6 separate regions of the Mus musculus genome follow, and regions 1, 2, 4, 5 and 6 are each linked to region 3. The links are chromatin contacts, called in public Hi-C and promoter capture Hi-C maps. All regions are on one chromosome and are shown on one strand. The core of a region is the stretch at or near the end of the contact, and the rest is flanking DNA. Distances in the headings are between cores, read along the strand shown. Region 1 holds the start of Slc23a3 (solute carrier family 23 (nucleobase transporters), member 3). Region 2 holds the start of Abcb6 (ATP-binding cassette, sub-family B (MDR/TAP), member 6). Region 3 holds the start of Prkag3 (protein kinase, AMP-activated, gamma 3 non-catalytic subunit). Region 4 overlaps Nhej1 (non-homologous end joining factor 1). Region 5 overlaps Usp37 (ubiquitin specific peptidase 37). Region 6 holds the start of Vil1 (villin 1).

What was found. Promoter capture Hi-C pulls out the DNA fragments that hold promoters and counts their contacts. A called contact is a pair of places that touch in the nucleus more often than the background predicts.
Region 1: a contact with region 3 is called in a promoter capture Hi-C map of liver, with 2.3 times the contacts expected there. The contact joins the promoter of Slc23a3 here to the promoter of Prkag3 in region 3. A contact is called at or near these places in 3 of 39 promoter capture datasets (embryonic stem cells, hippocampal neurons and liver), 1 of 115 datasets of contacts at active chromatin or transcription factors (pancreatic cancer cells) and 1 of 9 other capture datasets (embryonic stem cells).
Region 2: a promoter capture Hi-C map of liver shows a contact between it and region 3, with 2.6 times the contacts expected there. The contact joins the promoter of Abcb6 here to the promoter of Prkag3 in region 3. A contact is called at or near these places in 3 of 39 promoter capture datasets (the C10 cell line, embryonic stem cells and liver).
Region 4: a Hi-C map of liver shows a contact between it and region 3, with 2.3 times the contacts expected there. The contact joins the enhancer-like site here to the promoter of Prkag3 in region 3. A contact is called at or near these places in 3 of 39 promoter capture datasets (cranial neural crest, hippocampal neurons and pre-B cells), 1 of 15 datasets of contacts at CTCF or cohesin (embryonic stem cells), 13 of 484 Hi-C or Micro-C datasets (the N1E-115 cell line, cortical neurons, embryonic stem cells and 3 more) and 1 of 115 datasets of contacts at active chromatin or transcription factors (embryonic stem cells).
Region 5: a contact with region 3 is called in a Hi-C map of the Ba/F3 cell line, with 4 times the contacts expected there. The contact joins the enhancer-like site here to the promoter of Prkag3 in region 3. A contact is called at or near these places in 10 of 39 promoter capture datasets (the 3T3-L1 cell line, 3T3-L1-derived adipocytes, the C10 cell line and 7 more), 3 of 15 datasets of contacts at CTCF or cohesin (the NIH/3T3 cell line, embryonic stem cells and pro-B cells), 64 of 484 Hi-C or Micro-C datasets (the 63-12 cell line, the AML12 cell line, B cells and 37 more), 3 of 115 datasets of contacts at active chromatin or transcription factors (the HPC-7 cell line, astrocytes and bone marrow-derived dendritic cells) and 1 of 9 other capture datasets (adipose tissue).
Region 6: a contact with region 3 is called in a promoter capture Hi-C map of liver, with 1.9 times the contacts expected there. The contact joins the promoter of Vil1 here to the promoter of Prkag3 in region 3. A contact is called at or near these places in 5 of 39 promoter capture datasets (cranial neural crest, embryonic stem cells, liver and 1 more) and 1 of 484 Hi-C or Micro-C datasets (embryonic stem cells).

The regions. Positions count from the first base shown.
Region 1 is chr1:75,131,698-75,136,251 of GRCm38.p6, forward strand. It overlaps Slc23a3 (solute carrier family 23 (nucleobase transporters), member 3), which reads right to left and starts at 2,193. Exons shown (of 12, transcript NM_194333.3): 1 at 1,988-2,193; 2 at 1,704-1,861; 3 at 1,498-1,595; 4 at 1,254-1,330; 5 at 902-1,083; 6 at 455-575; 7 at 1-78. The coding sequence starts at 2,158. Cnppd1 (cyclin Pas1/PHO80 domain containing 1) reads right to left here. Exons shown (of 10, transcript NM_026977.3): 10 at 4,065-4,554.
Region 2 is chr1:75,177,801-75,182,577 of GRCm38.p6, forward strand. Abcb6 (ATP-binding cassette, sub-family B (MDR/TAP), member 6) reads right to left here and starts at 2,592. Exons shown (of 19, transcript NM_023732.3): 1 at 1,770-2,592; 2 at 1,131-1,268; 3 at 122-302. The coding sequence starts at 2,318. It overlaps Atg9a (autophagy related 9A), which reads right to left. Exons shown (of 16, transcript NM_001288612.1): 16 at 3,061-4,131. The coding sequence ends at 4,126.
Region 3 is chr1:74,746,789-74,751,505 of GRCm38.p6, forward strand. It overlaps Prkag3 (protein kinase, AMP-activated, gamma 3 non-catalytic subunit), which reads right to left and starts at 2,167. Exons shown (of 14, transcript NM_153744.3): 1 at 2,030-2,167; 2 at 1,684-1,723; 3 at 1,084-1,236; 4 at 364-770. The coding sequence starts at 2,062.
Region 4 is chr1:75,022,043-75,026,934 of GRCm38.p6, forward strand. The region is part of intron 6 of Nhej1 (non-homologous end joining factor 1); the gene reads right to left. Among named protein-coding and RNA genes, the nearest start is that of Ihh, 73 kb to the left of the region's middle. Within about 2 kb of position 2,954, at least 50 of the 459 cell types and tissues checked have an H3K27ac peak or open chromatin away from gene starts, as enhancers often do. A contact at or near this core is called in the N1E-115 cell line and liver, where this site is marked.
Region 5 is chr1:74,461,268-74,466,269 of GRCm38.p6, forward strand. Usp37 (ubiquitin specific peptidase 37) reads right to left here. Exons shown (of 24, transcript NM_001310662.1): 16 at 299-463. Among named protein-coding and RNA genes, the nearest start is that of Usp37, 42 kb to the right of the region's middle. Within about 2 kb of position 2,039, at least 1 of the 459 cell types and tissues checked has an H3K27ac peak or open chromatin away from gene starts, as enhancers often do.
Region 6 is chr1:74,407,594-74,412,383 of GRCm38.p6, forward strand. Vil1 (villin 1) reads left to right here and starts at 1,791. Exons shown (of 20, transcript NM_009509.2): 1 at 1,791-1,843.

The DNA of each region.
Region 1 (4,554 bases), core at 943-3,442, 380 kb after region 3:
CTCAGACAGCTGCAGAGGGATAACACTCGTACCCACAAAGGCAGAGATGAACCACACACAGGCCACAGGGGCAAGCACCTAGAAGAGCATCAATATCTTTGTGTTTTTTGTTGTTCACGTATCCCACAATGGGCTGAAACTTTCTTTTCTTTTTTTTTTTTTAAGATTTATTTATTATTATATCTAGGTACACTCTAGCTGTCTTCAGATGCACCAGAAGAGGGCGTCAGATCTCATTATGGATGGTTGTTAGCCACCGTGTGGTTTCTGGGATTTGAACTCAGGACCTTTGGAAGAACAGTCGGTGCTCTTAACCACTGAGCCATCTTTCCAGCCCCGGCTGAAACTTTCTAAGTAGCAGAACTTGAACTCCTGAATTTTCCTGCCTCCACCTTCCCAGTATGTACCTCACCTGGCCATGCACATCACTATGCCCAGAGTCCCACCTACCTACCGAAAGGAGTCGGAAGACGGGAATACAAATGTGAGTTGAAGTTGAAGATGGCCTCCAGGAGCAAAGGGGTATCTGGCATGAACCCAGGTGCTGAGAGCATACCACCATGAGCAGGATGAGCCTAGGAAAGAGAAGGGAGTCAGAAGTATCAGAGTTGCAGGTCAGAAGCATCAGATTCCTGAATGATGACCATGTGAGTGTGCAGAATATCATAAAAGGAGGTCCCAGGGCAGAAATGCCTCATGGAAGGGGTAGGGAGGTACCCTGAGGTATCATACCACGTGACTATGAATATCAGCGAGACTGAATAAATTAAGGGAAAGCCTTGGATTCCAAATCCAAAAACTGTCATCCCTGCTCAGGTGGCTCTGGAATCTGAGCAGCTCTGCCCTCCCTCAGTCTCTACACCTACTGGGCTACCACCCACCCCTCTCAGGACTCACGTACAGCAAGGCCAGGCCCCAGTGAGCAGAACAGAACTGGGCCACCTCCTTGTGGGCAGAAAGCCCTGCCACAACCAGGCTGGGAGCCAGCACCAGTGGCCCACAGTAGGGGAACACACGGCCAGGCACCCCTAGAAGTCCTATAGTGCCCTGCAGCAGCCCGGACACCACCACTGCCCCCGACACCTAAGGGAGTAGAGAGGAGGACAGATGAAGAAATTCCACTCAATCAACTATCTCCGAGGATAAGCCCCTGCCTAACTCCTCCCCTTAGCATCAGTATCTAATGATGGGAACAAGAGCCTCTCCAGGCTGGGGCCATCCAGTCCTTCTGCTGTCTTCTCCCAGGCACTCACCTCTCGGAGAGAAGTGTTCCAGAGCTCCAGGCCATGGCAGCTTCTTGTCAAACTACACAGGGGCAGTGAGAGGGAGGCTGGAAGTTTGGGGTACAGAAAGAAGATGTAGATGGAACAGAGGCTCTGTGTTCTCCTGTCCTAGCTGATGCCTGGCATAACCCCAAAATCTCTACAATGCCCAGGACCACCCAACCTCCAGCCCCCGTGTACCTCTGCCACTAGCCCACCTTTGCTTTGTACTAACCATTTCCAGGTGTCTTGGTCGTCAGAGGTAGCTTCTGGTTTGTCAGCACCAGTGCGGGGATAAGAAACTCTAGGGACGGAGCCTGGATTAGAGGTAGCCTGTAGGGACAGCAGCCCCAGCAGGTTTGGAAACATGTGGCAGTCAACAGGATTGCCCTAAATCTCTTCCTGAGAGACTACACCCTCTCTCAACGGAGTTCCCCTCACCTGCTGCCCATCCAAGTCTGCAGGACCGTAGACAGGCCACATGAAAAGAAACTGGAAGCCAGGAGCTGAGCGGGTGGGTATGAGAGCCCTCCTGGGGGAAGACCATGAAGCAGCAGCAGGTGGGAGGCCCAGAGCAAAGATGCCAAGACCAGGAAATGCTGGAGATAGAGGAATGGAGAGGGAGGAGCTTTCGAAATACCTATGTGTAGGTTTCTCATGACTCACTAACTCCCTCCAAATAGCCACTTCAGATAGTGCCAACTCCTACCGCCTCCACCTCCTACCTGTAGAGCCAGAAGACAGCTGAGCCCCCAGGTGGAAGGCCCACACACCCGAGAGGCCCAAGAACGGGAGGAGGGATTCTGGAGAGGGGGTAGCAGTGGTGGCAGGGGAGCAGGGGTATCCTGGTAGCCCTCAGATAGAAGTGGAATGGGATGGAGAGGTGATCGGCTCATGCTGCCCTGACTTGATTGCGTCTTGGCTGCCCCAGGCTAGTTGAATAAGGAGTAAGAGATCAAGAGTTTGGGTGGAGTAAGCTGCCTACGTGGGTGGGGAGTCGGGGGTGTCAATGAAGCGGAGAGAAGGGATAAGGGTTTGGGAGCAGGACGTGGCTCTTTCACCTTTGCCCAGCTCTTGTGCAAATTCCATCAGCCATTAACCTAGCAGCTGAGTCCTGGACCCCTCCCTCAAGAATGTTCATCTATATCCACTGCTTCTAGACCAGGCTCTGGAGATGAGGGTTAGGGAACATCTATCAAAACAGTCTGAGGAGATTGTGCAAGCTACCTCTTGTCATCAACACTGAACATCGCTTCAGTTAGGTACATATTTTTCAGCCAAACAAGACATGCCCCAGGTCAGTTCAAAACAAAACCTGTGTGTAGAACGCCCTCATCCCTTATGACAATGACCACCGTAGATAACGAACTCGGTGTAAGGCAAGAGCACTTGACAGCAATGTGTATTACAAAATGTGAATGGGCACAAATCAGAAGACAATGGAACGGTCTGCTGCCCACACCCATAAATAGGATGCTGTGGATGTGACAGCTACATTGCCAGCCGATAATGACACTTTACTGGTAACTCAGATGTCATAGCCATTGGTGGACCTGGTTTGCTATACTAGTGAGTGAACTTCTGGAAAAACATTGAACAAAGTATATTTATTTACTTTATATTTCCCTGCAAACTGAGGCTATTATTTTTGAGATTATCATTACATTATTTCTCCCTTCCCTTCCCTCCCTCAAAAACCCTCCCGTATGCCCCTCCATCTCATTTTTCAAACTCATTGCCTTTTTCATTATTACATGAACATATACATGTACATGTTTCTAAATGTAACCTGTCAGCTTGTATAGTTATTCCTATGTATGGTTTCAGAGCTGACCATCTGATATCGGATGATCAATCAGGATGCTATCTCTGGGGAAGGCAAACCCTCCCACTCGAAGCACTCCTTAGGTACCTTTGTGTTGGGTTGAGGCCTCAGGTTTCTTTTTTCTTTCTTAATGCACAAAAGTGTTTACACTTAAAATATAACATTAGGATTGGGTAGGGTTGGTGGCACATGCCTGTATCCTGCCGTTCTGAAGGCAGATGTAACCAGATAGCAAGTTGCAAGTACCAGATTAGCCTAAACCTCATGAGACCATTTCCAAAAGCAGGTCCTCCAGGCTCAGATTTTCATATATGTGATGATGTCTTGGGAATTGTTCATAGTAAAGGAGGTTTTAAGCCCTTTAGGATATCTAAGCATCCCACTCAGGCTGGGGGAAAAAAAAAAAAAGCCAGGAGAAACCTCAAAGGTTATGACAAAAGGTCAGTACATTTCTACAACGACCCCTTGGGGGCTGCAGCTCCACCAGTCCACAGACCTTTATTCCCAGCCCCCACACTCCCTAGGTGATCTTTAGCAGCCGGCGACAGGTCCACATACACCAAAGATGGTTCTTCCAGTGATGACTCAGCTCTGGTTCTTCAGCACCAGCTCCTTCCGTAAGTCACCTTGCTGAAGAGGTCAACAGAGCTTGGATTCCAGCTCAACTGGATGTGTGGTTTGAACCATAAGGATCCACAAGGCTGGTACCCACCCAGGATATATGACACAGACAGGGCTTTCCCAGGCCTGGGAAAGTCACCACTTGTACCCCATGGCAGGTCACATCCAGCAATTTCAGGGCCCCCAAGAAGTAGCAGCAGGGATGCAGGAAAGCTTGAAACAGGAACCACTAACTATTAGGAAGTTCTAAAGCAGCTCAGAGCAAACGCCTACATAGTGATTACAGGGCTGTGCATCTGACCTGGGAGGCAGAGGAGGGATAGGAGATCAACAAAGAATGCTACAGAAGGAAAAGGCCAGGCCATGCAACAGAAACTGTTTATTGAAACCTCAATTCTATAAAAGCGTGAAAAACCCAGATACAAAGCAGTGGTAACCAGAGAGGCCTGTGAAGAGAACACCCAAAAAGGCAGAGTGGGAAGCCTTGGAGCAGGATGCTACGGTTGGAAGACAAAGGGACAAGGTTAGAGGACCCAGCAATTCTTGGCTGTGACAGGGAGCTTCCTGGTCCTCAGCAGCTCTCATCATGGTTCTCAGCCTCAGAGACATCACAGAGACCCACATCAATCCTCTCCTCCGCTTCCCACACTCCCACCTTTACCTTTCCATCTTTGGAAACTTCAAAACAAAAAATCTACTTCCCTAGGCGTGTGGAGGCAGAGAGATAGGTGGTTCTCTGTCATCTGTGGCATGCCTCTGGTCACTGAGCTGACACTGTCCCAGGCACCACTGGTGTCCTAGCCTGCTAGCCAGACTCTGAGGTCTAGGAGAGTGAACGACCTTGTA
Region 2 (4,777 bases), core at 1,342-3,841, 430 kb after region 3:
AACCAGGACTCTAAGACAAAACTGCTCCAGGCTCTGACCACCTACCTCCCATTTTTGTGTAACCTCCCTAGGTAAGGGCCAACCCAGCCACTAAGCCAAGCATACCCTTCCACCCCCTCACCAATGTCCCTATAGAAGATGGGGACCAACACATTGAGTGCTCGTTCCAACCCCATGAGTCCCAGGCATATGAGCACTATCAGCTGTAGTGATGGACTTCCCCGAGGCCACAAGTAGCTACTCAGCAGTCGAAGCTTCCGGCCAAGGTCTCTCCAGGTGGATCGTCGGTCTGTTGAGCGGCCCTAGAAGGATGTCACACAGGAGGGGAGCTTATTTGCCCAGGTATCCGCACGGAATGATATACAGGACCACAGTTCACACGTGACCCCTAAGGCTCACACGTGACCCCTCTCAGAGTTAGGAAAGCCACTGGATCGCAAGCTGAACTTTGGGATGAGAACTGATTCACCTCGAGAGATGGGATTATCGGGTCCCCCAAGAAATTTCTTTCCCCAAAGTCTGGTATTGAGACAAAAGCCAGCATTCCTTCAAAAGCTTAAAGGGGTCAGTCTCTGGGAAAAAGGGACGCGTGGTTCTTCCATTACCACGACTATGATGCCTAATAGCCTTTCAAGTTCATTGTTCCCAGTCCCTACTCAAAAGCTCCCTTCCTCCCAGGTACCCAGTCACATATAACCAGGGACACCCTCTCCCCCATGCCTCTCTCTGCTTTCCCCGAGAGACTGCTTTAGTAGTTTGAAATAAATCTCCTTTTCACCTATGGAGTGGCTATTTCAGTTTCTTTGCTGCACCCATTTCATTCAGAGATGATGACACGGAACAAAATTATAATAAATCCCAGCATTCAGAGGGGCTTGGGAAGTAGCTCGGTGGTGGACACATGTTTAATGTTCACAAAGTACTGGGTTCTGCACAAAGCTACTGCACAAAAGATACTCTTGACTGAGAAAACTAGGGATACCTGGTTCTGTTGTTTTGTTTTTGAGAGAGGCTTTCTCTGTGTAACAGCCTCAGCTGTCCTGAAACTCACTTTGTATACCAGGCTGGCTTTGACCTCAACAGAGATCTGCCTGCCTCTGGGGTTAAAGGAGTGTATACACTTGGCATACCTGGTTCCCTCCTACATCTTGGTCTTCTTCATGAACGTGTAGAGTATAAGACTGGGGGCGAAGTCCTGGGGCCCAGAGCCCCAAGATAAATAGCCCTCCAGAGGTCACATAACGCAGGACCCACAGGCCAAATTGAACCTAGAATGAAAGAGAGAAGGGGCTGGAGAGATGGCTCAGCGGTCAAGAGCACTGACTGCTCTTCCAGAGGTCCTAAGTTCAATTCCCACAACCATTTGTAATGCCATCTGATGACCTCTTCTGTTGTGTCTGAAAACAGCTACTGTGTAGTCATATACATAAAATAAATAAACCTTGAAAAAAAGAAAGAAAAACCAGAAAAATAAAACAATGACAGAACAGGTGTGAACCACTACCCAAACCTATTGTATTACTTCTTACAACACTCAGATGCTTACCAGGAGCCTAGCAACAGGTTTTTTTTTTTTTAATTAAAAAAAAAAAACCCACAATGACTCAGCACAGACACACCCCATCCAATGCTGGGTAACCCCACCAGCTGGCTATCAGCTTCCAGCCACCGCCAGACACTCCATTCTTTTTTCTAAAGCATGGAGCCAGTTGGTCCTGACACAGTACTTGTCAAATATCAGTGTATCTCCTTCCCATAAGGCTCCTTACCTGCTGGCCCAGATCTGCTCTGGCCCACCACCACTGCGGGCTGTTCCAAGATACTAGGGCCAAGTTCTCGGCTGCAAATGTCACAGTCCAGAGGAGCAGGAGACCCAAGCTATGCCTGAACTTCATCCAGACGCCCATTGCCAGACTCTGCCGTGCCTGGCTCCGTTCCACCACGAGCAGCCACAAGCCACAGACGCTGGCCAGACTCTCCAGCACAGAAGCCAGCAGTAGGTAGCCTGGCAGACGGACCCCCCGAGCAGTGCCCACTCGGCCAGCCAGACCAGCCAGGGGCAGTGCCATCTGAAGTGTGGCCAGAAACAGCTGCAGCACATATGGGGCCACCCGAGGGCCAGCCGCCCAAGACAGCTCTTCTGGGCCAGCAGGCACCTCCCGACGCCTGCGGGGAAGAACCAGCACCAAGGCCAGTACCCCCAGAGTCAGGAGTGTCGAGGGCACTAGCGTGAAGAAGAAGCAGGGACTCAAGCCATTCTGAGTCCAAGCGGGCCCCGCCGGCCCTTCGGTCTCGCAGTAGTTGCCCACAGTCACCATGGCGATGTGTGGCTGCTGGCTGAACTTGAGGTCACTGCACAAAGAGTCGGGCTGACCCTTCAGAGAGGGCCGCAGATGCCAGGGTGTCCTGGGACATGGAGCTACGCCGCTTGGGTCGCGGGAAGGGACGCACGTGGACCTGCTACACTGCCCACTCTCTTCACGCACGCGCCGCTACCACGCATACTCACGCAAGCCACGTACGCCGTGCTTGCCGGTTCCCACTCGCTAGCAGCTGGGACCCTAAGGCTCGGAGCCGCCGCACAAAAATGTTGGGTCCTTTACGGCAGCGGCCCCGCCCACCAGATCTATCCAGGGTTCCCATTGGCCAAGGGTAAGGAACACAAATAGGGCTGAGAACCGACTGGGTCACATGTCCAAGGCGGGAACTCTAACCTGAATCTGACTGGAGACTTTGACCTCCACAGAGTAGTGCGTCCGAATTTGCACTCCCCACCCTCCACCCCCGCCCTTTATAAAGGCATTACACCGAGGCCTCCCTGGTCTCTAACCTGCTTCAGTTCCCTCTATTATAGTGCTAAAGAACGAACTCAGGGCTTCACACATTATCAAGCTACTGAAGCACACTAGAAACAGCTCTTCTCTGAGTCCTAGTTCTGTTCCCGTGGTCCTGCAGGCGTACTTGTTTCCCAAGCCTCCCGGCCAGGACTCTTTTACAGTCCTAAGACCCCCCCCCCCCCCCCCAAACTGCTGCGTGGGGGAAAAAAAAAGATGCCACAACCAGATCAAAGTCCCTTCTTTATTAAGGGTTATCAAGCTGTACAGGGCTCCCACCCTGTCTGCTGTGGCCTGCGACAGTAGAGTCCGCCACCTTCAGCTTAAGTTTACCTCCCACAGCTGAGCTGAGCAGAACTGGGGAAGGGAGTGCAGGAAGGGTAGGAGCTGGATCCCAGCATGCAATGTCGAAGCCCTAGGCTAGGGTGAGTCCATTATCCCTCCATTCTCCTCTTGGTAAGTGAGGGATACTGGGCAGAGCTGGGATGTATATATAACTGAGGTCACACTTCTGCCCTGCCAGCCCCTCTGTGCAGGTGGTAGGACTACATAGAAGCAGCCAGGAAGGCCTCACACTCCCAAGTGCTCGTCCTAAAAGTTGAAGAGGGTAATAAAGAATTTTCATCCTGTTCCTGCAACTTAGTAACCTTCCATCTTAGTGTCAAAAGATAGTGAGGGGAGCTGGGAGCTAGGGCTCTCACCCCAACAAAAAGCCAAAGCCAAACAGAAGGGGGGCAGGTGAACAGAAGGGGGGGTGGTCAAGCAGCACACATGCCAGTGATGTGCAGGGGGGAGGGAGGCTGCAGCGCAGGTTGAGGTGAGGACTGGAGGTAAGGGCCACAGCCTGAGCTGCTCAGCTATTCCAGGTTCTGGAGGGTGGGGAGGCTAGGCTGCAGGGATTGAGGGTTCAGGCCCTGCCTCCCCACTCCACAGTTGGCACAGGTTCTTCTGCTTGGCAGCACTTCTGTGGCAGGAAGCCCTCTGGAGACTTGCAGGGGTGGATGCAAAGATGGCAGTACTGGGACTGGGCTGGGGACCAGTTTCTAGCACCACACTCTGAGCCAAGGGAGTCCTGGAGACGAAGCTAGACTCTTGTGTGCCCCTAGTCCTCATATTCTTCCTGGACTATGGTAAGCCCAGCATTGGCACCTCCCTTGGCCAGGCAGGAACACACAAAACACCACACGTGGGGCCAGGCGACACTCAGAGAGTCCCTCTCATGGCAGACAGAAGGGATGGCAGGGCAGCTGCCACCTCCATCCTGGAGCATGGGAACCAGCTACCGCCTTGCCTATACCTGTGGAGGAAAGGAAAGACCGGTAGTACAGATAGTCTTCAGCTATCGTCTTGCCCCAGAGGAATCTAGAAATAAAGGAAAGAAAACGCTGGAAGCTAGGGAAGTTAAGTCTTGAACTTCAGAGCAGTAAAAAGAAGAAAGTGGGTTTTTTGCTTTTCAAAAATGTATTTGTGCATGAGTGTTTTGTCTGCATCGAAGTCTGAATCAGCCGGCTGTGGTGGCTCACGCCTTTAATCCCAGCCCTCAGTAGGCAGAAGCAGGTGGATTTCTGAGTTCAAGGCCAGCCTGGTCTACAAAGTGAGTTCCAGGACAGCCAGGGCTACACAGAGAAACACTGTCTAGATAAACCAAAAAAAAAAAAAAAAAAAAAAAAAAGTCTGAATCATGTGTGTGTGCAGTACTTTTGAAGACCAGAAGATGGCATCTGACCCCCTGGGGCTGGGGTTACAGACGGTGGTGAGCCACTGTGTGGGTGCTGGAAAACGAACCTGGGTCCTCTGGAAGAGCCCCCAGTGTTCTTAGGCACTGAGCCATCCCTCCAGCCGTCTGGAGAGTAGACAAGAGCATGGAGGAGTGGGAGACACGCTCCTTCACAGGAGGAGCTGGTCTTCACTGGAAGTCACCACTTCTGGCAGTGGTTCTTGGC
Region 3 (4,717 bases), core at 917-3,416:
CCCTCCTCTTGCTCCTCAGCAACTCTGCAATGTCTTATAGGGTTAACAGTATTCTTACTTTGTCCTGGGTTGTCCCAAGACTCCTTTGAAACAAGGGGAGCAAGCTTCTGATCCCCATTTTGGAGATGAAGGGGATAAAGTGGCCAACCCCGGGTTTAGCAGGTTCATGGTGACAGAGATGTGATGGCAATTAGGGGATCCCCACACAGCATGCTCTCTTAGTACTGTGTGTATGATGCTAAGAAGGAGTCCTAGAAAGGGACTTTCAGACAACCTGACAAGGCATCCAGGAGAGTATGGGTGGTAGCGACAGAGGCAGGAGGCAGAGCCACGTGATCAGGTAGGGTCAAGCCGGGATCTTACCTCCAACGTGGTGTCAAAGATGACCAATTTGGAGCTGGTAGCCATGGCATCATAACAGGTGTGTTCCTGCATGAAGTGCATGTAGACCTGGGCTCCGGGCTTCTGAAGTTCGTCATCCCAACTCAGGCCGAGAAGTGGGGCCTGTGGGGATGGACCAGGACGAGGCCTGTCCTTCCCCAGGCCTTCCAGCTCACAGTCCCAGGCCTCTGGGGCTGGGAACTCTATGGTCAGCTCCAGGTCACCTGTGCTGGAGCCCCCTGCTGAGGCTGCACAGTCGGGCAAGAGCAGGTCCCACCCTGTGGGGGAGGTCTCCGCTTCAGCCAAGGGAACAGCTTGAGCCAAGGGTGTGGCCTTCGGGAATGTGGCCTCCTGCCTGGTGGACTCAGCAGCTGGTCTGGACTGGGCACCTGTTGGGGGAAGAAGGCAGGGACGACAGTAACTTCATCTTCCAAAGCATGCTATCTGGGCTTTCAGGGTTTGGCAGCACAGGGGGCACCGGGATGGTAAAGAGTCTCAGAGTCCTAGCTGACAGCAACTCTGTTCCATCCCAAGGTGGCTGCACTGGGACCCTGGGTCATCACATAGTTATTGCCTCTCGTTTAGGGAGGCAGAGGCCACAAGGTGAGACTGTGTTTAAGTCCGTGTGATGGAGAGGCCCGAGGTCAAGCTCTGCTCTGGAATTCCTGCTGACCCTGTCACCATAACTGACCTTGGCCTCACCTTCTCCCAAACCTGGTGGTTCTGCTTCCTCTACGGCCTCCTGTCTCGTCCATCTGGAAGCCTTGACTCCCCGTATGGCACAGGTTCTTTCTGAGCTGGTGGCCACAGCTGGTGAGGGCCATGAGTTTTCTCCTTGTTCTAAGAAGTCCATCTCTGGAAGGAGGAAAGGAATCTCTTTGACTAGTAGGAAATGATACAACAAAACCAAGTCCCATGTCATTACTGAGCCTCTTGGAAGCTTTCAAAGCCCCCCTCCCCAAATATTTCTTGTTTTCTATTCATTGGAATTTTCCAAGATACGTATTGTAAATGGGAATAGCATTCCTATTTAGCCTCGAGGGACCGGAAACTCTGAGAGGTTAAGCAATTTACCACAAATTTCACAGCTGGAAAGTGGTAAGGTGGGGTTCAGATCTTCAGCAAAGAGGAAAGGGGAGGTGGGGGACACATTGGGAAAAAGAAGAGGGAGAAAGCTGAGAGGAGAAAGAATTTCTCCTGAAAAAAGCCAAGCTAGGGGTTAAGGACTGGGGTTCAAAAAGACGGAGGACAAGGGAGCTAAAGAGAAAAGGCTAGACCCACAGGGAGCGATACTCCACCCACCTTGACTCTCTGGACCCCCACTGTGGCTCCAGGTCAGGGTCTTTGGGAGAGAATGTCTGAAGTGAAAATGCTATCCGTTCTCAAGTCTCTGGGTTGTCCCCTTTAAAAAGCACACCCACCCCAAACACCACATGTATACAGATAGGCACAACTTGCACACCCCTGGTACACCTGGAACCTCACACAGGCACGTACACGCAAAATACATACATACACAGCACCGACCAGTTCACACACTCAGAGTACAGTGCACAGCAAGCACGCGGGCTACACACGGGCGCCCACACACAGCCACGCGCTTGCTGTCCTTCTCTGTCCCAGCGCCGGCCCCCTGGGACCCCGGTACCCCAGGCAATGTGTGCTCCAGCTCGGGCTCCATGCGGCCAGCTCTAGTCCGTTAGCAAGTGCGCGACAGGCGGCGGCAGGGTGGCACTATTCTGGGCTGGTCCCTGGCGGCAGGCCCTTGAGAGATCGGGTTCTCTCTGATTGTCAGGTCTTGGGAGGGAGCGCTTAACCCGCAGCTGTTCCCGCACTGCAGCTTGGGGGCGCTGCGGAGGCGGAACTCTCATCTTCGAACTGAAAGTTTTAAGGAGAAAAGTTGGCTTCCTTCACTTTCTCCTCCATGCAAACTTCCCTAGCCTAGGTGGGATGAGTTAGAAAGGATACACTCGAGGATAGAGAAGGGTAAGGGGGTTGTGAGTGATCCCGAGAGAGGAGCAGAGTATGTCAAGACATCCCATTTTGGGTCCTGCCACCCTATTCCCTTCTTAGGTGAAAGATGAAAGATGGAGAAGGAGAATCAGACCGGTGGGCACTCTGCTGGTCATCCCAAAGGTGAGAGATGGGGCAGAGGGAGTGGGCTTCACACCTGCGTGCAGAGGGAGCAGTACCTGAACCGACCTGTGCCTGCGGGATGAATGGATGTGCGGGAGTCCAGTCCCTAACCCACCATGAGTACTGACTCTGCATCTCTCTGTGCCAGAGGGGAACCCAGCCTGGCTTCTATGCGCCTCACCCCCTTCCTTGGCATTCCTAGGGCCTGAGTCAGAGTCCAAATGGGGAATGCTGAGCCAGCTGCTCTGGCTTTCCTCTCCCTGTCCCTCCCTCCCTCTTGTCATTCCAGTCTCTTCCATCGCGACCCTCTGAGTGGACACTCAGGAATGGACTATTGGGTTTCCTGCTGGATTTAGTGAACATATTTTCTTTTCTGCTTCAAAGCACCTGCAATGGCCTCCGAGGAGGGTGGAGAAGAACTGTGTGGGGGGGGGGGGCTTTTGCTTTTCATGAGTGTCCCTGGGACCAGATCTGTCGCCAGATAGTGGAACTTCTGAGACACAGCAAATGGGCCCACCTCAGCGTCCATCAGCCTGTGCTCTATTGTCTAGGCATGGCAGTCTTTGCTGAACTTGTGACAATGGTCCACAGCTTGTCACTGTGCAGTATTTTCCTTGCTAGAGGCTGGTCAGTCTCTAAACTAGTATTCCTATTAGGTTTTAAGTAGCATCATTTCCAAATAAAAATTAGTTAGGATAGACGTTTGGTTGCTGTAACAAAGACCCAATGTAAGGATGCCCAGGAGCTTGAGAGGTGGCTCAGTGGGGGAGAACATTGTCTGGGTAAGCATGAGGACCCAAGTTCAAGTCCCCACATATAAAGCTGGATGTGGAAGTGGAAGCAGGAAGATCACTGGGACTTGCTGGTCTCCAGCCTAGTTTCACTAGGTTTAGTGAGAGGCTCTGTCTCAAGAAAGATTAAGATGGAGCCTGATTAAGCAGGACACTCAACTTCCTCTGGCTTCTGGGAATACATACGCATACTACATATCACACACACACACACACACACACACACACACACACACACACACCCCACACGAGAGAGAGAGAGAGAGAGGGAGAGAGAGAGAGAGAGAGAATACTTCAAACAGCAAGTCTATAGACAGTTTAGAACCGGTAAGGTAGTTGTGAAACCATTCAAAACATCTTCCTTCTTGGATATTAGGTAGCCATTCTAGCCTCTATCCTTGCACTAGCATTTTTGCCTGAAGAAAGGAAAGGGTAAAAGAAAAGAATTCACGCATCTCCTGAGACCTGAAGTGGAAGCTACTCCCCCACTTCCACTCACGTTGAATTGGCCAACTTTAGCTATCAGGCTTCAAGAGGCAGGGAGTTGGAGATCTCAGTCATTATTGTAGGTGGCCATTCCAGTTAAAATCCATTTAATTCTACCACTAAAAGGAAAGAAAACTAGACAGTAGGCCCATTTGGCAGTCTCCATTACATAATGTTTTCATCCCATCATCCAGGCATGGAAACAAACTCAGATGAAACAGGCAGGGCTTTCCAAGGTCATTTGGCAAGCAAACAACCAGCATAGACTTTAATTGGATCTGGCTGATCCCCAAAGGAACTTTTCGTCACATCCAGCCAAATAGTTTGGCCACCCAGGGGCCAGCAATCAAATGAGCTGAAAGATATTTGCACACAGAAGGGTAGCTCTGTCCTAAGGAGGGTGCAAAGGTCTCGTGCTATGGTACGCAATGCTCCAGTTCTGATGCGGTCAGGGAAGACATTCCAGAGGAGGAGGTTCTAGGTAGAACATGGAAAATGGAACACTGAAGAGAAGGCAGAGGTGTGAGATTGGAGCCTGCACTGAATCTGTAAAGGCGAGGGGAGGCATACTGGGGGAAGTGGCCTTTCCAGGTCTACTGTGTCATGTGCCTTTGGGAGTGGGCCACAGAGCTGGTAACTCATTTCAACCAGTGTAAACACTCAAATTGTTGTTATTATTATTATCAAAGTCCCGTGAGAGAGGTGCACTCAGGCTAGCAGTGGGAGGAGGTTGGAAGAGGTAGCAAGGGTGGAACCTGGACTCTAGTCCTTGTCCAAGACGTTCCAAAGACAGTGGGATTGTTCAGGCATAAAACAGGGGGTTTCTGAGCTAGGAATGGAGATTAGATGATAGCGTTTACCTCGAATGTGTGAGAACCTGAATTCCATGCCTCACAGCAGGAAAAGAAAGGGAAGGGAAAGGA
Region 4 (4,892 bases), core at 1,704-4,203, 280 kb after region 3:
TAAGCACAGTAGTATTCAGTAAATGCTGGGTAAGGACAATAACATTAACATCAGCAGTCCAGTACAACTCCACTAAGTTGTCAGACCAGTTCAGGATACTGGCATGAAAACTTCTCTTACTCTTGGCCCAGACATTTACTCTTAAGGTTTGCCTCCTCCTCAAAAGACTCTAGGAAATAGGGTTAGTTTTAAATTCTAGAAACTCTAATCATTCTTGTTTTCTCCAAGCTAAGAGCCTGAAGGAAGACTGCAGATACCTCATGAATATTGATGGGTCCCTGCGGTCACATGAATATTAACAACGCCCTGTGGCTTTCGGGAATAACTGCCCAGCTAGAAGGTCTAATATTAACCTTGGCTAGGCCAGAAAGGTGGAATAAGCATATGCCCATACATCCCATGGGGAGCAGTGGGCGGACAGTAGGGCCAGTTTAGGGGTTTGCCTCTATGCAAACATGGGCACGTGGGCAATTAAGAAAAGACTAAACATGTGCCTCACATGCCTGGCACTGGAGGCTCTGTTAGCTGCTACCCAGGCAAGAATCCCCATTCTCATGCTTTGCAAGTGAGGACATAGAAGCTAAATCACATACAACTCAGGGGGAAAGCACTGGTACAAATACACTGACGGAATTCAATTGCTAAAGCAGAGAAGCAGGCAAGGCTCAAAGTCATCATGTTGGAAAGAACCAATCAGTTAACAAAAATATGGACTTTGCAGGTCACATATTAACAGGAATGAAAGATACACAAACTGAATTAGCAGACAAAGGGAAGAATGACAGGTTTAAGAAGAAAGACATTCTTAGGCTGAAGAGGTAAGAAATGTAAATGGTGAATCTCTATACCCATAGCTACAGGTATATTTCAGTGACAGAGAACTTGCCAGCATGCACAATGCACAAATTCAATCATATATATATATATATATATATATATATATATATATATATATATACACACACACATATATATACACACACATATACACATACACATATACATGTGTGTATGTGTGTGTACACGAGTATATGGTTTTATATATGTACAGATGTAAGATACTCATATCTACATATTTTGAGCCAGGAGACATCAAGAAGAATGGCTTTTTTAAAAGTAGTACTGTGAATCAAAAATAACCAAATAACTCTTGACCCTCTCCCCAGGTCTAAGTTCAAAGCCTATTTCTACACCACATGCCAGTCCTACTAAAAGGAAAAGCAGGTCAAGGAGCCTCTGTGCTAGACATAATGCTAAATGAAGAAATTCTTGCTACCCTCACACCAGGACAAACTACTCTGAAAACTTAGAAAGTATCTCTTCACTCCTCTAGGCCGATCTTGCTCAAAGGCCTTGACCCCTTAGCTCTCTGTCTGAAAGCACCAACCCAGCCCCCTTCAAAACACTCGGGAACAGAGGGGCCTGTGGACCTAACCCAAGCTGAGGTGCTGAGAGGCCACACCTAGGAAGGTGGGGGCTACTCACGGGAGCTGTGTTCTGTCATACAATTACCATATTATGTGGTTCTAATAAAAAGAAATACTTGAAGTTTTATTAGTGCCATATAATAAAGTATTTATAGAATCTGGGGGGGTGTGGAGAGGGAAATGGGCAAAATCAGAATTGTTAGTAATAACTTGGCAACAACAGTTCTCAGTGTCGGCCATCTAGGTTAAATCTGAATGCAGAGCCTCCACTGTGGGGGAAGGAACAGCATGAACACAACTCACAACACAGACTCTTTCCTCAACAGTGTGTCTCTGGCTTCTCTCTGACTAGCTGCAAGTGAGGTGAGGAAAGGCAAGAAGAATATGGAACACTAGCAAAATCACTGGACCTTGGCCCCAAAAGGCTAGGGGACAGAGAAAAGGGGTGTCATTGTAAGAATGAGTGGAAGGATGGCTTTGATAGAGTCTATTCTGGACCTAAACTTGCCCATTATTGTGCTCACCCCTTTCATACACCACTCACATTCTTCACAAGGATGCTGTACCTCAAATCTGCCCCAGCCACAGCACATACCCAGAGCTTCTCCCACAGGGCCCGTCTTCATAATACATCCTCAAGGCCACAGAATACATGTATGCAAGTGCATATAGCACATACACAATATACCTATGAACACATAGGCATACACATGCACACTCGTGTGAGCACATGCATGCTCACCGCAGCATGCTGCTTCCTCAAGGCAGAGACTGCCTGCCTTTCCTGGGCACCTTCCCAGAGGAAGACAGTCTAGATAAAAATGTCTTCTGAGTCTACATTCCTCTTTTAACATTTCAGAATTTTCTATTACCCAGAAAATCTCCCTAAAGAGAAAGAGAAGTGAGGGCTATGGCATTATTACAGAGGAGACTATAAACAGAACAAATATAGAGTTGCTTTATTACAAGGCAGTGTGGGGATGGTGGCTGGCTGATTACAGGGAAACTCCCCAGAGCTCTCTACAGTCCCAAACCTCAATAAAGGACAGACTCTAGCTGGCATCAAGTGAGGGGCAGTTGGATCAGGGCACCCTAGAATCCTTCCAGATTCCAGTCCAGGATGTGATACCTGCCTTGGCTGAAGATAAGGAGAAAAGCAAACACAATCTGAGAGCCAGAACTGTGCTTGGCAAAGAGCCACCAGGCCATCTTCTCAAAGACAAACACAATTAGTTATGGTTTGGGTTTCCTGAAATCAATAGATTCCAAATTTCAGTAGAAAACAAAATAAAACAAAACAACTAGAACTCAAGAACAAATTGACAGATTCAAAACCCAGACATATCAAGAATAGTCCCTGGGGGTGGTTAGAGGCAGGAGAGGAGCAATGTAACTGGCCGGACTGAAACAACCCAGACTACGCACAAGATCATAGAAGGAAGAGTGGGAAATCCACAGCTCCTCCCTTCTGGGCTCCGGGCACACGGCGTCCCTTCCTGGGTGACTCACAGTGGGATCACCTTCACCCCCTGCTTCATGTGGTGAAGTCCTCTTTATAAGGAGACACACTGCGAGCCTTCTCCTCCTCCTTGCCTGTGAGCCAGGGCAATTGCGTCACTGACCCCCACACACTCCCTCCTCTTTCCAGCAGCCACCACACAGGGATCTTGTCTTGTGGTCCCTGAAATCCTTTCATCTGGGCTCCAAACCCACTGTCACCTTGGCCTTGAATCACTCCCCAGGAGACACTTGGGAAACAGCGGGACAGAGAGTGTCTAGTCCTGAAGGCTTGAATCTACTGACCCTACAGGGCTATCCTCTTCTCTGCCCAAAGGCAGGACACAGTTCTTATGTGAACTCTCCCTACAGACTAGGTTTCCCACTGAATTGGATGATAATACCCATCACTCCAGTTCCCAAGGTGAGGATAAAAATGCTGAGAGGCATCCCTCCTGTCTGATTACAGGCTGATTACATTACAGGTCCTCCACTTTACTTGTTTAGGGATTAAAGAATTCATGGTCTTGGGCTGGAGAGATGGCTCAGCGGTTAAGAGCACTGACTGCTCTTCCAAAGGTCCCGAGTTCAAATCCCAGCAACCACATGGTGGCTCACAACCATCTGCAATGAGATCTGATGCCCTCTTCTGGTGTGTCTGAAGACAGCTACAGTGTACTTATATATAATAATAAATAAATCTTAAAAAAAAAAAAAAAGAATTGATGGTCTTGGAAGATGGCTGCCAAATATGCGCCCACCGCCATTTCTGTTCTCATCCCACCTGGCCAGTGTATTCTTAGCCCCACGTAAAGCATTTGACAGCTGAAGATTTCAGTGTGTCTCAGACCCTTCTCCAGAATAGAGGAGTCCTTCTAACCCCCTTTCAGCTCATACCATGTTGCACCAGGTCTAACATTTTTCCTTGACCTTCTGTGTGGGAATAATTCCTGCTTACCCATGTTCCTTTCACTTCAGAACCTGCACTTCAACTGGCAGGTTTACAATGAGATACAATAGTGCCTTCTCATCGAATGTATCTGATTAGGACAGAGTCTCAGAGATAATGTAGGACTGCAGGGAAAGAGTTGTACTAGAAAGTCAAAGGGTGAGGTCTACCCCACAGTGACTTATGAGAGTTTGATTCACCCAATTTCTCTGAGCCAAGCCATCATATCTCCTCAGCCTTAAATGTCCTAGTGGGCTTAACACAAAACAATGACTATGTAAATTAGTACCTTAGTTCTATTTATGTAGCCCTGGCTGTCCTTAAACTTGTTTTGTAGAAAAGGCTGTCTTTGAACTCATAGAGACTTGCCTGCCTCAGCATTCACAGTGCTGGTACCAAAGGCCGGCACCACTACACCAGCTTATTTTTATTCTTTTTGATCTAAGTAGGTGATCAAATTCTTCTGTTGATTGTACTCTGTGGAGCCTGCCTATTTCACCAGATAGCTATAACATCATAAAGACAAAAGTCCTTTGAACACACTGCAGCTGCTGGGAGGGGTAGCGTATGCCTGTAATCCTAGCCCCAGGGAAGCTGGGATAGGAAGATTATGATTTTTAGGCTAGCCTAGACTACAAGTAAAACCCTGTCAAGAAAGAAGAGAGACGAGGAGGGGAGGAGAGGAGGAGGGCAGGAAGGATGGGATGAAAGGGCAGAAGAGAGAGGAGATGAAATAAAAAGCTTTCAATGGATCAGCCAAATTAAACAATATGCAATGTCCCTAGGGAGAGAGGCCACAAAAGATGGTAGTACTGTTAAGAAGGCTTATAACAGCAAAGGTGAATAGCAAGCACAGAAGGGAGGCAGGGTGTAGAGGACCAGAGGACATGTCCACAGAGGAAGTAACATCTTCACTGAAATCCAAACTTGAAGAGAGGCAAAGGGTATAGTGGTAGAGCCCTTGCTTCACAAAGAAAAACAGAACAAGTTGAAAATCTTTGTTGCTGTTGTGTGTGCCT
Region 5 (5,002 bases), core at 789-3,288, 290 kb before region 3:
CACAGAAATAAAGTACATTTTACTTATATTCTCAAGAACACCAAATGGCTTTTTTTTTGGTATTCTAAAAGAGTAGCAACACTCCCTCAAAAAAGTATCATATTACAAGAGGAATTTGGAAGACTTTGTAAGCATTTTTTCCAATTACTTCTGTCAGATAGCACTTTATTAAAGCTCCAAAATAATACAGAATGAAAATCTTTTGGGTTTGATTTCTTTTCCTAAGAGTTGTTACCTAGCTTGGTCGATCTCTGAACTACTGTATTTCACAAGCAAAGGTAAAAGCACGGTGTCTTACATTGCCACGGGTGCGCTCCACCCAAGGGTGACCGGCGGCTTTGTGCTCTCAGTGCAGTGGGAGGCCAGGGTCAGGAATCTTGGGATGATGACTTGCTGTCCGAGCTTGTTGTTAAGTGAGAGAGCCACATTGAAGCTGTATCGCTTCAAATGAAGGATGAGGACCCTAAAAACACAAGAGAGTGACTCTGCTAGTTCATGTGGAACACAGGTATCTGTCAGACAAGTTTTCACTTACAGAATGCATTTGTTCATGTTGGGTGATGATGGCCAAGCCTTTATGCCTAGCTCTTGGGAGGCAGAGGCGGGTGGGCCTCTATAAACCTAAGGCCAACCTGGTATACACACAGCATTCCAGATCAGCCAGCACTACATAACCAGACCTGTCTCAAACAGCCTCCTGCACACACACACACACACACACACACACACACACACACACACACACACACACACTTGGCCAAACTAAACATATTTTAAGGAACATTTACTAAATATTTGCCATGCAGAAAGGAAGGTGTTAGGATATAAATAAGAATCTTGGATCCAGTGATTCATGAAGTTTAGATCAAGTATGTATGAGGCTCCTAGGAAAATCCTCCACCAATAAACAACACACAGTAGGCTAAAGAATTAAAAATTTAAGTATGTCTATTCATCTTTGGTTAATCTTAAATTATTTACTTGACTGTTATACATTTAAAATAGGTTATATATGATCATATGGTAAAATGTCTGTTAGACTAAATATTACATAGTAACCTTTATGCATAATGGTGACCAACATTATTTTAAGAAAATCTTTTTTTATAGGATCTTAACATAAATCTCTGACTTGTCTAGGACTTTCATTGCAAGCCAGGCTGGTTCTGAACTGTGATGACCCCTCTATTTCTGCTTCCCGGATGTGGAGATTATAGGTACATGGCATCACACCCAGGCTTTGTTACTGACAGACTTTACTTTGTATTCCAGCCAGGCCTTTAACTTATTATATAGCCTTGACTCATGGTAATTCTCCTGCCCTAGATTCCCACATGCCAACTCCCTGGTATTTCAAGATTAGTTATTTTTATATATTCTGAAGATAGGGTCTCATGTGGCCCAGGCTGGCTTCAATCTTGTTATGTAGCTAGGATGATTTTGAACTTTCAGTCCTCCTATCACTGTAAGGTTTATGCAGTGCCTGGGATTGAATTTAAGGTTTCCTGCGTGCTAGGTAAGCATTCTCTTGACTGAGCTCATTTTCTAGCCCTCAAGATTATTCTCTTATTTTACTATACTTATTTTGCTTATACACACAGTGTCAGTTCTCTCCTTCTACCAAATGGGTCCTGGAGAATTGAACTCAAGTCACCTAACCTGGCAGCAAGCACCTTTCTCCTTTGAACCACTTTGCTGGTCCTACTTCTCTTATTTTAGAAGCACTTTCTTTACAGAAAACTAAAAGGAAAAATAGAAAAATTTCCCCTCTAACAAAAGCATCATATAAAGCATTTGCATGGTCATCTAGTCTGAGTCTAAAAAGGCTTTTAGCTCTTTAGAAACATTTTTTTTTGTTGTTGTTATTATCACCGCAGGGTAATGTCATCTAATTTCATCTAACTTCTGCCTGATGGATTAAATATATTTCAAAGCCTGTAAGAACTTTTTGTTTTGTTTTGTTTTTCAAGTCAGAGTTTCTCTACAAGGCCATGACTATCTTAGAACTTATCCTGTAGCCTAGGCCGGCCTTGAACATAGAGCTCTGCCTGCCTTTGCCTCTGATTGCTAGGATTGAAGGTGTGTGCCATCACTGCCTGGCAAACTTCAAAATTTGAAACTCAAAAATCTTATATTTAAACTACAGTTTGGGTAAAAAACTGTCTCCCTTTAGAAAACTATCTATTCTTTCTGTACAGGCTTCTATCATAGATGCCATAAACTAAACAATTTGCAAATTGAAGTTACTGATTATATTTTTCTTTATGTGGGATAGGGCTCTAATTTTACAACTCAGAAAGCTGAAGTAGAAAGTTCAAGACCAATCTTAATGAGTATTAAGACCCTACCTCAAGACAAAAGCTTAAAAAGACGGTGGTATGGCTCATGTAGAATGCTTGCCTCCAGTGTATACCCCTCCTGCCAAAAGCTAGAATTCATGGCCTCCTAATTTATAACGTAAAAGGATATACCAATCCCAGTTATTAAAGAGACTAAAACTGATGCCAAACTCTAAAATATTTAACTAAAACTTCAAAGAGTCAAAATAAAAGCAACACGAAAAGAACAGATGACCATCAAGACCAGAATATACTTATATATAAAAAAATAACAACAATAAATCCATATGGGTGCTGGGAATTGAATCCAGACTGTCTGGAAGAACAGCAAAACACTAACTGCTGACAGATGACCATGAAGATGAGTCAAACTAAAGGTGACAAAAGCATCAGACCTTTCAACAATGAAAGCAGCGGGCTGAGAGACAGCACAAGGCAGAGTGCTTGGCCAGTGAGAGGCCCTGGTTTCAAGTCCAGCAGCAGAAAGATTGAACAGATAACTAGACCTAGTTGTGCACACCTGTAATTACACCACGGGGGGACAAAGACAGGAGGAGTGCTGCAAAATGAAGGCCAGCCTGGGCAACACAGTCTGGCCAACAGAATAAGACTGTCTTTAAAAACTAAACCAAGGCCTAGACACAAAGCACCGACCCCCCCCCCCAAAAAAAAAAAAACCATAAAATAAAAGTAGACGGGCTGGTGAGATGGCTCAGTGGGTAAGAGCACTCGACTGCTCTTCCAAAGGTTCGAAGTTCAAATCCCAGCAACCACATGGTGGCTCACAACCATCCGTAATGAGATCTGACTCCCTCTTCTGGAGGGTCTGAAGACAGCTACAGTGTACTTACATGTAAGAAATAAATAAATCTTTAAAAAAAAAAAAGTAGACAGTGGTTTGGAAGGCTGATAATTAGTATTTAAGATTCAGAGACATCTATTTCATATAACAAGTTCAGAACAAATTAACAGAATGCAAGTATACTACTGGGGAAAAAGAAATCTCTTTTTCTTAGCTTTTTTTTGTTCCTTCCCACAAGATAGGGTTTCACTGTGTAGCCCTGGCTGTCCTGGGACTTGATCTGCAGACCAGGTTGGCCTCAAGATCAGAGAGAGCTGCCTGCCGCTGCCTCCTGAGCGCTGGGATTAAAGGCATGCACCACCACTGCTTGGCTAATTTGAAACCTTTTTATTTTATGTGCATGGATGTTTTTCCTGCATGTAATGTCGGTATATCACCTATGTTCCTGGTGCTGGAGAAGTCAGAAAAAGTAATCAGATTTCCTGAGAATGGAGCTACGGACAGTTTTAAGCTACCATGTGGGCTGGGTGTGGTGGCTATCCCAGCACTTAGAGGCAGGCAGATCTCTGTTAGAGCCCAGCCTGGCCTACAGAGTGAGTTCCAGGACAGAAAGAGGCACACAGAGAGACCCTATATAAAAAATAACAACAATAAATCCATGTGGGTGCTGGGAATTGAACCCAGACTGTCTGGAAGAACAGCAGCACACTAACTGCTGAGCCATGCTCTCCAGAACCACCTCAGGATTCCACCTTCATACAGTGAGTGACAGGAGTAACCATTGCTTTGTCTTCATATTTCTTCCTCCCTCCCTACTGCTTCATAACATTCATAGTCTCTTAAATTAGGGAAAAAGGAAAAAAAGAACCAGAAAGAAATAATACTGCTATAGTAATTTCTCCGAGAACTTATTTTTGAGAAAGAAATGCATTATAGAATGTAAAATAACTTTCCCCTGAGGCCTAGAGTTCCAGAAACTACATTTACAGAAAATTGAAGATAATAAAAGAAAGTAGAGTTTTCTGGTGCGGACAGAGCACGACATAAATATTTAATGTTAATAGCCATCTTGCTTGTAGCAGAGATCTAATCTTAGAAAGCTTTAAAAGCTATTTTATAACCATATCATAATTTCTACAACTAGCTTAATCCTATGATAATATAGTATAAACATGATATAAATTAATTTTATCCAAGGCAGAAATTAATCTTATGATTATAGAAAACCTACTAACTTATAAAGTCCTTTGAAAAAGAAATAGGAAAAATGAAGTAAGCTGCTCTTCCTATGTATATAATGTGTCTGCAGCAGATTTCAGCTGATTTTTTTTTTTTTTTTTGGTTTTGGTTTTGGTTTTTTCAAGACAGGGTTTCTCTGTATAGCCCTGGCTGTACTGGAACTCACTTTGTAGACCAGGCTGGCCTCGAACTCAGAAATCCGCCTGCCTCTGCCTCCCGAGTGCTGGGATTAAAGGCGTGCGCCACCACGCCCGGCTCAGCTGATTTTTAAGAGAGGAAGGAAGACTATAGCAAACAAAACAAATGACATCTCTAACCTAAAATTTCAAAATCACATATGCTCCAAATCTGAAATTTTTATTGGAGAACTTACATAATGCTACAATGAAAAACTCCATACTTACTTTGTGTGACAAGATGTAAGTAAAAACACAGGGATATTAAAAATAGCATATAAAATTAGCTTTAGACTATGTATAATGTATATATGAAATGTACTTAGACCTGTACACATCCCTACCCTGAGATTTTATTACATATATGCAAATATATCAAAATACACTCATGGCTCAATGATTTCAGAAGGGATACTTAAACTATGTAACTTGTAATATTACTGAAA
Region 6 (4,790 bases), core at 541-3,040, 340 kb before region 3:
GTCCTGAGCTATTGGTTAGCGTGACCTTTGCTGTCCTTAGCATGTGCTGTGAGAAGATAGAAAAATGAAGACTTGAGTCTAGTCCTGGAACCCACAGAGGCAGGCGAGAACCCACTCCTGAAAGTTGTTCTCTGAGCTTCACATACAACTTCACATAATAGTTACAATGATAATAATAATTAGTAAATTCTTTTAGAAGGTATATGTTGGGAGGGAGAGATGGCTCAGCTTCCAGGAGCACTTGCTGCTCTTGCAGAGGACCTAGATTCAGTTCCCAGGACTCATATGGTGGCTCACAGCCATCTGTAAATCCAGTTCCAGAGGGTTCCACACCCTCTTCTGGCCTCCACAGGCACCACATACATAGTACACAGACATACATGCAGGCAAAACACCCATACACACATAAATAAATAAGGAAACTTAAAAGGTGCATGTGTTGGTAAACATTGTGCTTACACATGCTGGTTGAAGACATGTACAACGCACACACTGAAGAGGGATCTGGGGCTGGAGAGATGGCTCAGCGGTTAAGAGCACTGACTGCTCTTCCGAAGGAAGGTCCTGAGTTCAAATCCTAGCAACCACATGGTGGCTCACAACCATCCATAATGAGATCTGACACCCTCTTCTGGTGCATCTGAAGACAGCTGCAGAGCTACAGTGTACTTAGATATACTAATAAATAAATCTTTTTTTAAAAAAATGAAGAGGGATCTGAGACACCTCAAAAGAGATTATGAGCAGTGACTCACGGGTGATTATCTATCCTGGAGTTTTTCCTTTCCGCTTGGCTTGCAACTGGGTGGACAGACGCCCCTTTTCATTCACAAGAACGGGTGCTACATTATTTCTGAACAAAACAGCACCTGCAGTATGTTTACTGTCCTTGCTGACTATGAGCACGCGCACGCGCGCGCGCACACACACACACACACACACACACACACACACACACACACACACACATTCAGTCTCCAGAGCTCTTGGGAAGGTCAAGAAGAGGCTGCCCTCAAACACGATCTTCATCTTTCCCTCCTAAAGGAGACCACGATTCCAAGGTGGCAGAAGATCTACAGGGGGCAGAGGCAGGGAGGGGGAAGCAGGCCATGGTTTCCAGAGACCTACAGCAGAGGGCAGCAAGGCAGATCCCCAGGTCCAGGGCAGGGAGGTGGAGGCCCTTGTTCCGAGGAGAAGGCAGGCGGCAGAACAGGGTTCAAAGGCACAGGTTTATGGCAGCTCATAAAAGTGGAGGTCGTGGCTCACTCAGAAAGGAGGAAGAAGGGAAAGGCCCTTGTGCCCACTGAGCGAGGGTCATGCTGAGTAGGAGAGATCTGCAGGGGTGCCAGGAGCCCCACCTGTCTGTCCCAAGGGAACCCCAAGTGTGAACTCTGGCCTTGGGTGCTGAGTTCCAGCTACAAGACCCCAGGAGTCCTACTCCATCCCCATCCAGTGCCCCCTCGCCCCGCCACACCCCACCCCCGACTCCCGTGCCACTTCTCTAGGGCTGGAGGGTGGCCAGCCCTGGTGGGGGTTGCCTACCTGCAGGTAGAGCCCAGGTCCTAGCCGGAAGTGCACCCCATCCCTGAAGCTGCAGAGCCAAGGGCGGGGCACACGGCAGCTCAGGCTGTCAGGCTGTTGCTGGGCTCTAGGTTCCCAGGGACCTGGGCACCTACTTCCCCACCCCCCCATCCATTCTCTCTGGGGCCCTATCTTCCCTTATATGGTGAAGGAAGTTCCTGGGGGGGGGGTGGTGGTGAGGACAAAGGTCGTTCGGTCTCCTGCAGCCAGCTTGCCACAACTTCCTAAGATCTCCCAGGTGGTGGCTGCCTCTTCCAGACAGGTAAGGCAATTGGGTGGGGACACATGGTGACCACAGGTGGTTGGAGGGGACAGGGTCCTTGCTTCTCTCTGGCAGCCTGTGCTTTCTGTAGCACCTTGGTATAAGTTTGGGGGTGAGGTAAGGTGCTCTGAAACTCTGAAAGAAGCAAGAAGCCAGCAGGCTGTCTTGGGCCTTCAATGAAGGAAGTTCACAGACCCCCTTTCCTGTAAGTCACCTTCGCTTCATCTGTGTAGATTCCCTGGGACCAAGGTGGCTCCTGGGACTCAGATTTCTACAATTAAAATCAGGACAGTCCTGAGACTTGGACTCCGTGCCTGTATTTACTACTTCTCTCTGGCTGCTCATTTCTGTGTTCATGTCTTACACATCTGAAATGGTTTCTTTGTGTCACCATTCCCCTGACACTCCTGGGAGGTCGTATCCTTGGCACATGTATCCTGGGATGTAAGCTGCAGCCACCAGGAGAGAGGGGGAGAGTCAGGAGCTGTGTCCTAGGCCCTATTAGGCCTGGACATCACCCCTTTCCTAGAAATGGCCCCTCCATTTTTCGGTTACCATGATCTATTTTATATCAGAGTGGGCAGTGAAAGCCAAACCTGCCCAGAAGTTTGGGACTCACTCAGACCAAGGTTATCTGCTCAGAAATCCCCCTGTCACTTGAGGTTGGGAGAATCTGCCTCTGGGGGCTTCCAGGTCTTGGTTAGCAGGAGGGTATCCTTTGTATAGGGCATGACCTAGTCTATGGTGTTACTACATTCCTGTCCAGTTAAAAGCTGGAACTAAAACCCACGGCAGCGCCCAGGATTCTCTACAGTTGTACCCCAAGAACAACAAGACAGTAGATATGCAAGGATAGGTAGCTGGGGAGAAGAAGAACTTAAACCCCCCCAAAGGCCCACAGGTTCCGTTCCCTAGTTCACAATGCCAGTATGAGTGCTAGCTACTATGGGCTGTGAGTTGGTAGCTACAAGCATGAGTGATGTTCATGTGTGTAGTGTGTATAATCTGAGCACTTGGGAGGCTGAAGCAGGAGGATTGCTATATGTTTGAGGCCAGCCTGAGCTATAGAGCGAGACTTTGTCTTTAAGAAAAAAATGAAAGCCCAGCAGTGGTGGCACACGCCTTTAATCCCAGCACTTGGGAGGCAGAAGCAGGCAGATTTCTGAGTTCAAGGCCAGCCTGGTCTATAGAGTGAGTTCCAGGACAGCCAGGGCTACACAGAGAAACCCTGTTTTGAAAAACCAGAAAAACAAAACAAAACAAAACAAAACAAAACCCAAACCCAAACCCAAACCTCTCATCTCTCATCTCTCTAGGCTGTGTCTGTCTAGGTGGTAGAGTTTGGGGACTTCAGACTTATATATAAATAGGCCTTTTTATCACTGGTCAGAGACGAGAAAGGTTTCAGTCTGGGACACAGTGGGACCCTGAGAAAGTACTCCTTGCCAGCCCAAAAATTCTGGGAAGGCTTCCTGGAGGAAGTGTGTCCCGATTGAGTCTGGAAGAATATGAAGGAAGTGGGAAAGCCAAGGCAGAAGCAGCCTGGGTGTAAAGGCAGCAGTCAGACTACTGTTCTAGAAGGCAGAAGAGAGGGTTGGAAGAATGTTGGTGGACAGACAGTTGGAACAGAAGGACAGGAGGGGGAGGCATCCAAGATTCTGAACATGTAGCTGACTTTTGGTTCTCTGGGTGACAAGTGTCCCCCAGGGATAGGGCTGTAGAAAGGGGACCAGGGGTGAGCCAATGAGTTCAAGTTGAGGGACACATCCAGCCCAGGGTCCTTGCTGGCAAGCTAAAGAATGAGAGCCCTCTAACCCTCCCTGAAGTTTAGGGGAGACAGGAGAGCTGAGGAGATCCTTCTAGGGTGAAGGAGAGGTATCTGCTCTGACCAACATGGCTAGGAGCAGAAGCAGTTGGACCAGTTACCCCTCAGAACCAGCCATCCCCTCTTGGCTCTAAGGAGGCTGGGCCCCTTTCTGTTTAAGAATCTTACTTTTCTTCAGAGAGAGGCAGCAAGCCTTTGTCCCCTCCCTGTTGGTCAATAAACACCCCTGTGTGTAACATTAGTTTATTTTACTGTCAGTTTGCTCCAGGACAGTCCATCTGGTAGACCTCTGCTCCTAACTCACCAAGGTATGGCCCACATTCCTCACCCAGAAGAGTGCAGAAGAGAGCCTTAGAGAAAGGGTAACAGTAACAAAGATGGCCAGAATAAAACAAAAACTACTATCCTTTGTACCCAAATTGGTTTTGCTGAACCAGGAGGGGGTGTGTGAGTGTATGTGTGTGTGTGTGTGTGTGTGTGTGTGTGTGTGTGTGTGTGTGTGTGTGTGTCTTGGGGGACTTTTCATGCTAAAGAATATCTGATATTGGCGCCCATGCCAACAGGGGTATTGGGGAGAGTCAGGCTTCTGCAAACACAGTAAGCTGCCCAAGATGGATTGGTGGCCTGAATCACCAAGGGGCAGGCTGATCAGAGTGGACAGAACATCACAAGATAAGCCACCCTGTGGGGCTCAGAAGAGGGAGTTTACAAGAGGTAAAGGCCAAGCCATTTATTATCCAAGACATGACTCAAAATCAAAGTGCAAGGAGAGATTAGCTGGAGAGATGGGGCTGTCAGTGTGGGACACCTGACCTTGCACTTATTAGTCACTAGGCCAAGGAGCAGTCACAGAGGGTGACTGGGTCCTACTCAGCTTGGAGCAGGCACGTGGAGAATGGGTGACCTCCATCCTGATGGAGAGGGCTGAGCACCACCAGGTACAAGTGTTCCCTGTGTCTCATGCCAGGATTCCTGGCCAGTTTTCAAAGGACTAAGGACTCATCTCTGGTGGAAACAAAGTATCCAAGCCCTAAGCCCCATTTTGGTCTAATTAAATCAGAACCCCTGGGGATGCAGGCTCTGAGCAGCAGGAGCTTTTTAAAAAGCTCCCAGGTGATTCTG